Regions from separate parts of the Sus scrofa genome. Here all the other regions are linked to region 2. Evidence: chromatin contacts called from public Hi-C and HiChIP or PLAC-seq data. All regions are on one chromosome and are shown on one strand. Each heading gives the region's core, a stretch centred on a gene start, on an enhancer-like site or on the middle of the called end of the contact. The rest is flanking DNA. Distances are from core to core; before and after follow the strand shown. Region 1 overlaps LOC110262000 (a long non-coding RNA gene). Region 2 has its middle 210 kb from the start of RPLP1. Region 3 has its middle 210 kb from the start of TLE3.

The links. A called contact is a pair of places that touch in the nucleus more often than the background predicts. HiChIP or PLAC-seq counts read pairs in DNA pulled down with a chosen protein or histone mark.
Region 1: a Hi-C map of retroperitoneal adipose tissue shows a contact between it and region 2, with 2.5 times the contacts expected there. The contact joins two enhancer-like sites. A contact is called at or near these places in 15 of 47 Hi-C or Micro-C datasets (alveolar macrophages, blood, embryonic fibroblasts and 7 more) and 1 of 2 datasets of contacts at active chromatin or transcription factors (alveolar macrophages).
Region 3: an H3K27ac HiChIP or PLAC-seq map of alveolar macrophages shows a contact between it and region 2. The contact joins two enhancer-like sites. A contact is called at or near these places in 2 of 47 Hi-C or Micro-C datasets (embryonic fibroblasts and subcutaneous adipose tissue) and 1 of 2 datasets of contacts at active chromatin or transcription factors (alveolar macrophages).

The regions. Positions count from the first base shown.
Region 1 is chr1:168,210,753-168,213,934 of Sscrofa11.1, forward strand. All of the region lies in intron 1 of LOC110262000 (a long non-coding RNA gene), which reads right to left. Among named protein-coding and RNA genes, the nearest start is that of UACA, 240 kb to the right of the region's middle. Within about 2 kb of position 1,654, at least 45 of the 83 cell types and tissues checked have an H3K27ac peak or open chromatin away from gene starts, as enhancers often do. A contact at or near this core is called in alveolar macrophages, embryonic fibroblasts, omental adipose tissue and 2 more, where this site is marked.
Region 2 is chr1:167,501,513-167,504,470 of Sscrofa11.1, forward strand. No RefSeq gene overlaps it. Among named protein-coding and RNA genes, the nearest start is that of RPLP1, 210 kb to the left of the region's middle. Within about 2 kb of position 1,384, at least 27 of the 83 cell types and tissues checked have an H3K27ac peak or open chromatin away from gene starts, as enhancers often do. A contact at or near this core is called in alveolar macrophages, embryonic fibroblasts, omental adipose tissue and 2 more, where this site is marked.
Region 3 is chr1:168,060,846-168,063,792 of Sscrofa11.1, forward strand. No RefSeq gene overlaps it. Among named protein-coding and RNA genes, the nearest start is that of TLE3, 210 kb to the left of the region's middle. Within about 2 kb of position 1,371, at least 11 of the 83 cell types and tissues checked have an H3K27ac peak or open chromatin away from gene starts, as enhancers often do. A contact at or near this core is called in alveolar macrophages, where this site is marked.

The DNA.
Region 1 (3,182 bases), core at 404-2,903, 710 kb after region 2:
CTTGGGTTTGAAGTATGACCCTTCCTTTCACTGGCTGTGAGACCTCAGATAACTGGCTTAACCACTCTTGACTCATTTCCTCAACTATTACATGTACATAAAAGATATAAATATTATAATATGCATCATCTCACTCTAGCATCAAAGAACTTGGAAGATAGGTAGCTTCCGGTACTGGAATGAGTTGATGCATGCGTAGTGCAGTACCCAGCTCAGAGCATGCATTCCGTAAATAAGGAATATCATTCCGTGGCTATTCTGCAGTCCTGCACCCTGAGTGCCATCTGGTAGAAAGACTGTGAGCTAAATGTCTTCTTCACCCAGAAGACCCTATTGGGTGTCTCTTGGCCTCAGCCTCCCAGAAAGGTGTCCTGACCCCCCTGCCCAGCCCCTGACCCCGAGGTTGGGTTCAGCAGGCAGAAGGCTTTCTGTGCTGTGCAAAAGAGCTAGAGGGCCCTGCACTGCACTGCATGCCTGGATTTTCACAGCCTGGAGTCCTGCTGATCCCCTTCCTGTGGAGATGCTGTTTGGCTTGTCCTGCTGATTTTAAAGTGAGAAGCGGGAGGACCTTTCAACTGGAATCGCATTTCCACTTCCCCGTCTCCCCCGTACACCATCACTCAGTAAAAATAGCTAATTTTAAAATGGCTGCTCTTATGATGGACGAGATTAATGGATCTTGAAGAGCAGCCAGTATACCAACTGCTCCTGCAGCCATGATGAAAGCTAATAATGTAGAAAATTCTGCCAATTCCTTTAATTCATGAATATTTAAGCCTGTGAAAAATCTGTCAGATTATATCATTTTTTTCTGGTGATTTTCCGCCTAAGTACATTCGTGGCAGCCTGCCAGTTGCTCAAGAAACTTCAGCGGGAGCAAAATCGTTTTTGTTGTTGTTGTTATTACTACAGGGTGTCGTCTTCCTGCTGAATTTATGCCCCCTCCCCGTCCCAGGACAGAGTCAGGTTCACGAGACACAGTCACAGGCAACTCCTGGGATTTACCTCCACAGGCCTAGATCCTTCTAACCCAAAGGCTGCCAGGCGCCTTTGCGATCAGAGCCATGATTTTCAAATTGTGTTCCCCGGTACTCTAGGGTTCCCCCAAGGGGTCACTGGAGGGGCCAGACTGGAAAGACTGGGTGGATGGGGCTGTGGAACATGCCCTCGCTTCATCAAGCCGTTCCGCTTTCTGCACTGAGGTTCCATGTAATTGCTCCCTGGGAAGAAATTAAAAAGGGGTTGGGAAACCACCCTTTGGCCCACCCCCCTCAAATAACTGATGGAGAAACTGAACCCCCTCAAGGATAAGTCGTTTGTCCCGGTCACATAGAACATGAGCCACGGCACCAAGCCAGTGCTCTCACCTTTCCAGCACCTTCTAGCCAACCCCTTGACTGCCCAGTGCAGTCTGTGTGGGGCAAGCAGGAAGCCCAGCTCAGACGGGGTGGCCACATCTCCCCAGCCACCATGGACGGGCCTCTCTGGGAAGCCAAGATGTTTCCTCGCAGAAACAAGAGACAGACAATGAGCATGGTTAGCGGTGGGGAGGGAGGGGCAGCCCACTTCAGAGATGATTATCATTCAGGGACTTGGCGGGAGGAAGGAGCGAGCTGCTTTTTATAGGAACTCCAGTTCCTCGTTTCGTTCCCCTCGGGTGATTCTCCAAAGAAAGCCGGCTCGAGTCAGCTGGCAGCGGAGCCAGGAGGAGGCAGCAGCAGGGCTACGATGGCCTGAGTTCAACACTCGCCCCAGCTGGTCACGTCCTCACCGGGGCGGCCCAGACTCTGCCAGCAGCCCAGGTCAGCCCCCATCCAAAATCAACAAGTCTTTTGTGCTTCTCCTTTAGACACGGTATAATTACAGCAAACATGCATTGGCGGTGAGCAGCGAGCATGAGGCAACTGTTGAAGGATCTCAGATGCGCTGGCGGCAGGTCCTGGAGAGCAGCGCGAGGAACCGCAGCTCCAGTTGGCCCGTGCTGGCCCCGAGAACAAGGGATTTGCAGAAGTCATGAGTGGTGTGTTGGCACGGCATCCACTCCATGCCGTTCATCAGTTATTTCCTTGATCGTGGGTTGCGTTTTACCACCAAGCCAACCGACTGACTCATGCATCAGTTACTTAAAAAATAAATAAATACTCGGGGCCGGCTGTGCCTGCCGAGCTAAACACGTCAGGCTGCAGACAAAATGGGCCCCTGCTGCTTTCCCGGGTGGTTTCATTTTTCCTCTTTTTGTCTTCTTGTTTGAAAACTATGAAAGTGAAACCGCACACCTCCCCTCTGCGAGCCGCTCCATTCCCACGGTGGCTGGAGATGGGGGGGCAGGGCATTAACATCACCCCCAGCAGTGTTCCTGCTTCCATACACCAGGCTGGAACCCAGGCCCTGTGCAGGGAGGGGGCTGATGTGGGGTGACCTCAGCTTGTGGCCCAGAACCCACCCAGGTATGGCTGGCTTTATCCTCTCAACAGATTTATGAGGAAGATAGCAAAGAAATAAAAGCTTCTCGGTGTAACATTCATGCTCTGGGCCCACGCTTAGTAAGTGGCCGAGTTGGGGTTTGAACCCAGATTTGTCAGATTCCAGTGCACTTCTCCTTCCTGGACTCACCGTTCTATGAAGACTGAACATTTGGAGTGAGGTCCATGGGCTTGTTTATAGGATGACATGGTCCTTGGCCCCCACCAGGCTGACATTTAAGCTGGGGAGGCACACAGTCAAGGCTAAATTAGACAATTGATGGTTTCTCTGCCATTGTGGTTAGCACCTCAAGGAGAAGTACAGGCTGTTATAGCATGGGATGGAGGGCCCCGCCTGGCCTGGCCTGGGAGGCCTGAGGGATGAGTAGGAATTAAGTGGGCAAAGCATTCCAGGCAGAGGGAATGGCAGGACCAAAGGCCCTGAGGCCAAGAAGATGGTGTGCTGGGTGCTGATGGACACCCAGGGAGCCTGGAGCACATGGGGTGAGCAGGCCTTAAGGGTAGAGAACTGGGCAGGGGCCTCAAAGGCCAAGGGAACAGTGGAGGGCTTTATCCTAACAGCAAGGGGCAGCCATTGATGGGTTTTAAGCAGTGGCATACAGAGGTATGAGTTTTTTAAAGGATCCCCTTGGTTGCTTTTTTTTTTTTTTTTTTTTTTTTTTTTTGGTCTTTTTAGGGCCACACTAGCGGCATATGGAG
Region 2 (2,958 bases), core at 134-2,633:
CTCCCCATCCTGGAAGCTGTGTCTGAAACCAGTCCCCATGCTCCTCAGTCCCTGAGGAACTTTGACTTTCAGCATGTAAGCTTGTGTGCCAGGAGGGATTACAGAGAGAAGAAAGCTCTGAAGTGCTTCCAGGCAAGAGGGGTTGTCTTGGGAAAAACCATAGCCTGGGGGAAAGAGTCCTGGGGTTCAGATCCTGATGCTTTGACCCACTTCATGTCTGAGAAACCCCAGTTTCCTCATCTGAAAATAGGAGGAAAGACATTGATCTGCCTTAAAGGATTTCTCTGAGGACCTGATAGAGGGTGGGGTGAAAATGTTTTAAAAACCCTACAAAAGCTGAGGTTCTTGTTTCAATGTAGGAATGCTTCAGCTGCAATGAATGGGACAGGCAGCTATAGTGGTTTGACCAGCTGAAGCTTTATTTTTCTCATGAAATTAGAAGTCTCTGGTGAGTCTGTACAGGGTAGAAGGTGATATAAGAATGCCACTGAGCCTCTGGCCTCTTTCTGTTTTTCTGCACTAATGTCATCCTCATGCGGCTGCCTCATAACCACAAGGTGGCTGCTACACCTCCAGGCCTTGTGTTCAAGTTCTAGGCAAAAAAGGTGGCGTGGGGGGCAAGGAGGAGGAAGAGTTGGTGCCTATATTATGAATGAAAGTATTTTCTTAGAAATATCATAGCTCATTGGCCTGAACTCTAATCAAAGGGCCTGCTTCTAGGTATGCGGGTGGTCAGAGATGTGAGCATTTGTAGCCAGGCCCCCCACTAGCCTGATCAAACCCAGGATTTTGATGGAAAAGGAGAGGCTAGGGTCCATGGTGTGTGGCAGCTGGCCGTGCCCACCATAGAGCTGGACATTGAATTCACAGGGATCTTTTATATGCAGTCTCTGGGTTGGCGTGAAGGTGAATCAGGTGGCCTCAGCCTTTGAGGAAAAAGTGGATCACAGTATCCGACCATCAGAATGGGAAACAGAGGTGGGCTGGAGGCAGAGAATGGTGGGGGCTGCTGCACGTCTAGGAGGCCCAGGGGTAGAGGTTCAGTCATCCTTCCCTCCCTCCCCCCTCCCTCCTTCTCATTTGTTCAGTTGCATGCGTCCATCCCCCCACCCCACACCCCCCAACTCCCCACAGGGCTGGGAAAGCTGAATCCGCGGAGCCCATTTCTAGCCACTGTGTTTGTGTATGTCTCCACCCGAAGATGTCTAACCACAGACTTCCTCTTGACTCCTGGCAACAGAGAGAAAACAAAACCACAGCAGCTTTCATTGCTGAAAACACAAAACTGCCTCTATTTCTGGGAGGAAACACTAAAGACTCCAGTCCAAGGAGCCTCGGTTGGGCAGTCAAATCTCCACACTGTGCACAGTGAGGTCCAGGCGGGAGGCAGCCATGAGCTCAGGGGTCAGTAGGCCGAGGGGCGGGGCACTGACCGCTCTGGGAACCTGGGACCTTCACACACACTCCCCGACCCCGGCAACGCTGTTAGCCTCTGGGGCTGATTTTGATTTCAAGCAATCCGTGTTTTTCCTTTCTCTTATTTTCTGTGTTATTCATTTCACCTATTGATGAATTCCTATTTCATACTTTCTTCTCTTGTTTATTCGTTTTTCTCATTTCTTCTGATGTGTTTTTGGCGCCTTTATTTTTCATCTTCCTTAATAATGAAGGCATTTCAGGGCCGTACATTTTCCCCCGAGTTGAGATGTTTTCTGAATCCCATAGGTTTTTGAAATAAAAAGTTCCCCTTTTCATCTCTTTCTAGATGATTTTTAACCTCGGTTTTAATATTTCTTTTGATCCATGGGTTATCTAGAAGAGTGTTTATTAATTTCTAAGTACTTAAGAATAGTCTCAGCCACATTATTTTTTTTTATTTAAAAATTTTGGATTAGAGTCATAGACGGTGGCCTGTAACATCTCCAATTAATTTTTTTCCTTGTGTCCAAGTATGTAATCAAACTTTATCAATGTTCTATGGTGAAGGGAAAGATGAACTGGTCAGAAAAGAGTGGAATTCCACAATGTCCTGGTTCTGCAGACACAATGCCCAGTTCCAAATCTTCTACCCCTTTCTAGCTGTCTATCTGTCCACGGAGAAAATATAGAGTTTTTGAGCTTTACTTTCCATCTTTAAAATGGGAGCAATAGTGATAGCCACCTCTTTGCTTTGCTGTAAAGATAATTAGGAGATTGTGTATGTAAACGTGACTGGAATGGGGCCTGGCATACTAAACAGAAATGTTGCTATTTTTGTTGTTTTTGCAGAAAGGAAGGAACCTTTACTGTCTGTGCCCTGAGCTTTATTCCCAACCCAGAACTGTGGTTTATGGTTATTGTGGGGACTAGAAGAAAAGAGGAAATGGGTGGCTCAACACAGCCATCACCCTTCCCACGAGGGGAGGCATCTGTGGCCCAGAAGGATGGGGCCACTTGCCCACGGAAGCACGGCAATTTGGTGGCCAAGCTAGGCTTCAAACCCAGGCCTCAATCGGCCAATCCTTCCCCCTCTGCTGGCAGTTGATCTAGTTTCTCTCTTGAAAGAAGAGGCACTTGACCCAAGATTAGCCTCCGAGATGCTGGGAGGGCTGGAGGCTCTGGCGGGGTGACAACTTCTGAGCTTGTCATGTTATACTCTTGCCATCTGGGAAGGGTAACCCTGAGGTCAGGAAGTTCCAAGAGAAGATGTAGAAAGAGGGTTAGGATTGGGCATAGCTGGATGCTTTGGGCATCTCTGTTTCTTTGCTCAGTGGGGGGCAGGGGAAAGCTAAGCTTGACACGGGGAATGGTCCTCCAAGGCACCCCAAGAGGCATTGGTTGTCCTCTGGGCCTCAACCCTCCATACCAGTCTGCCACGCTTCCCCAGCCCTGACTCTGACCCCAGCAAAGCCCAGTCCTCCTGGGGACCCTGTTGTCATCTCTAGCAGGTATTTTCTGGAGCAGAGAGCAGGAGCAGGG
Region 3 (2,947 bases), core at 121-2,620, 560 kb after region 2:
GCCCAGAAGTGCAATTTCTGGGTCATATGGTAAGTGTATGTTTGGACTCTTAAGAAACGACCAGACTTTTCCGGAATGGCTGTGCTATTTTACATTTCCATTAGCAGTGTATGAGCATCCCAGTTTCTCTGCATTCTTGTCAGCATTAGTATTGTTAACTCTTTTTAATTTTAACCATTCTGATATGTGCGTAGTGATATCTCACTGCGGCTTTAATGTACATTTCCTTTTTAAATATATTTATTTAAAAAAATTTTATTGCCATAGAGTTGATTAGAATGCTGTGTTAGTTTCAGGAGTGCAGCAGAATGATTCAGTTACACACACATGTATATATCTATTCTTTTTTAGGCTCTTTTCCTTTATAGGTTATTATAAGATATTGAGTAGAGTTCCTTGTGCTCTAAGTATGCCCTTGTTCTTTATTTTATATATAGTAGTGTGTGTCTGTTAATCCCAGACTCCTAATTAATTCGCATTTCCTTAATGACTAATGGTGTTGAACATCTCTTCATGTGCTTATCTGCTATTGATACCTCCTCTTGGACATAATGTCTCTTCATGTCTTTTGCCCACTTTGGATTGTTTTCTTTCTTACTGGTTTTTTGGTTTGTTTGTTTGTTTTGTTTTTTGTCTTTTTAGGGCTGCACTCATTGCATGTGGAGGTTCCCAGGCTAGGGGTCTAATTAGAGATGTAGCTACCGGCCTACACCACAGCCACAGCAATATGGCATCCAAGCCGCATCTGTGACCTACACCACAGCTCGCCGGGTCCTTAATCCACTGAGCAAGGCCAGGGATCGAACACGAAACCTCATGGTTACTAGGGTTTGTTAACCACTGAGCCACGACAGGAACTCCTCTTTCTTACCGTTGAACTGAATTTGCTATGTATGAGTTGGAGTCCTTTATCAGATAAGTGGTTTGCAAAAATTTCCCCCTCATGATTCATTTTCATGCTCAAACCTTTGGACTTTTAAAAGAAATTTCTCATTTGCTCATCTGACAAGTTGTTTTCTAGGCCCTACTATCTGCTTTTTGGGCACTTGTCTAGGAGCTGGGAACAGGTAAGACAGGTAAGGCAGGGTCCCTGCCCATGAGGTGCTCACAGTCCAGTGTCCAGGAGTGGAACAGAGAACCAAAAAATCATATTATTTCAACACAACACAGTCAGTGGCATAAAGAGACATGGCTAGGGTGTGTGGGAACATCTGGGTGAGGAAGACAGGCCAGGGAAGATGGGTTAAGTCAGAAGGACACATCTGCTCCAGTGGGTGGGTGAGGAACCAGAGGCATTCTGAGCAGAAGCAAGAGCTTGTGCAGATATACTTGAGAAATGCAAAGTCATGGCAGCAGGGCTAGGAGGCCAGAGGGCACTGTGAGGCAAGGGCCTTGGGGAGTTTCTCGGAATTGGGTTGGCACCTTAGGAGGCACTGCCTGGTCGTGTGACCTTGGGCTAGTTAGTGAACTTCTCTCTGGCTCAGTTTTCTCATGGGCAAAATGAGCTTAGTAGTGTCTGCTTCCCAGAGACTCTGGGAGGAGAGAAAGAATGAACATGAAGCATCTAGACCAGGGTAGGATTAGGAGCTTGATGACACTGGCCTTGGAAAAGCCATTTGGAAAAAACCAGGCAGAATTGGCTTGCAGGTGGGGACTCCACAAAGTCCTGCCCTTCCTGAGGTCTCTTTCTTGGGTCCATCCCTAACATGTGTCTTCCCACCCGAGGGAAGGAACATACCTCGTCTATATGAGATCTCTTGCCCTGTGCTGGGACCAAGCCCTGGGTCCAAGGACAGCCTCCACCGATTCACTCATTCTTCCTTTGGCTCCTCCCAGCAACACCGAGACTTCCCTGGGCCACCAGCCTAGCAGTCTTTTTAATTCTCAGCAGCCTTTCTTGGAAGAGTTGCTTATCTTCAGTGTCTCCACTTCCTCGCCTGCCTCCCTGTCACTGTTGCACTTGGTGTGGTCTGGCTCCCCGCCATCCACACCCCAGGGACTTCCCTTGGGAGGTCATCGTGGCCTCTGTGACCCCGACAGACTACACTATCTCACTTGATCTCCCTGTAGCATCCCAGAAGGCTGACCACTTCCCTTCGAAGCCATTTTTCTGGTGTGGCTTTCAAGATGGTGGCCTTGCAGGATCCATTGGCAAGTTCCTGTCTCTGTCCCCACCTCTGACATGAGGGTCGTCCCCCAGCTTTCTGTCATTATGCTCCTTCCTGGTGCTTATCTGTCCCCTATCCAAGGCTTCCATCAGTTTCTTCAGTCTGAAGCCTCTTGGGTCTCTGTCCTAGCTCCAGACCTTCACACCCACCTGTCTGATCCCTAGCCATCTGTAACTCAAGCCCCATGTACATGCAATGGCTGTCAACCTCCTCCCCAGACCAGCTCCTCCTCTGCAGCATTCCATCTTTCACTGAACACAGTGTTGTCTTCCAGCTGTCGAGAACAGGGTGAGAAAATGCAGGGAAAGTGATGGCTGGAGAGGAAAGTGATGAGTCTGGTGTCCACTTATTCCCCAGGAGACAATGGGACAGGGAGGCCAGGGAGCGGCTGTCAATGTGTGGCTGGAGTTTGGGAGAGGGATCAGGGCAGGAGACATAATTTGCTGATGTTCCAGCTGAGCTGGGGGCAGACCTAAAGCCTGGCTGCAAAGCGCTGCCCTTTCCCAGGAGCCCCTCAGCCAGGGGGCCCTTAGAGGCTCAGGCCTTCCACCTCTAGGTGGGTGGGCTTGGGGTAAAAATTATCTACAACGGTAGAGAAGGAAGGAAGGGATCTTCTTTCTTAAGCAAGAGGAAAGGAGATGGCCAGGCGAGAGGGAACTGGGATGTTGGAAGTGAAAGCAGCTACGAGTGAGTGGGGTGAGTGGGGTGGGAGGCACAGGATTAGGGACCACGACAAAAGGTGAACTTGATGTGTTTATGAGGTTTGGAGAGGAAAGACA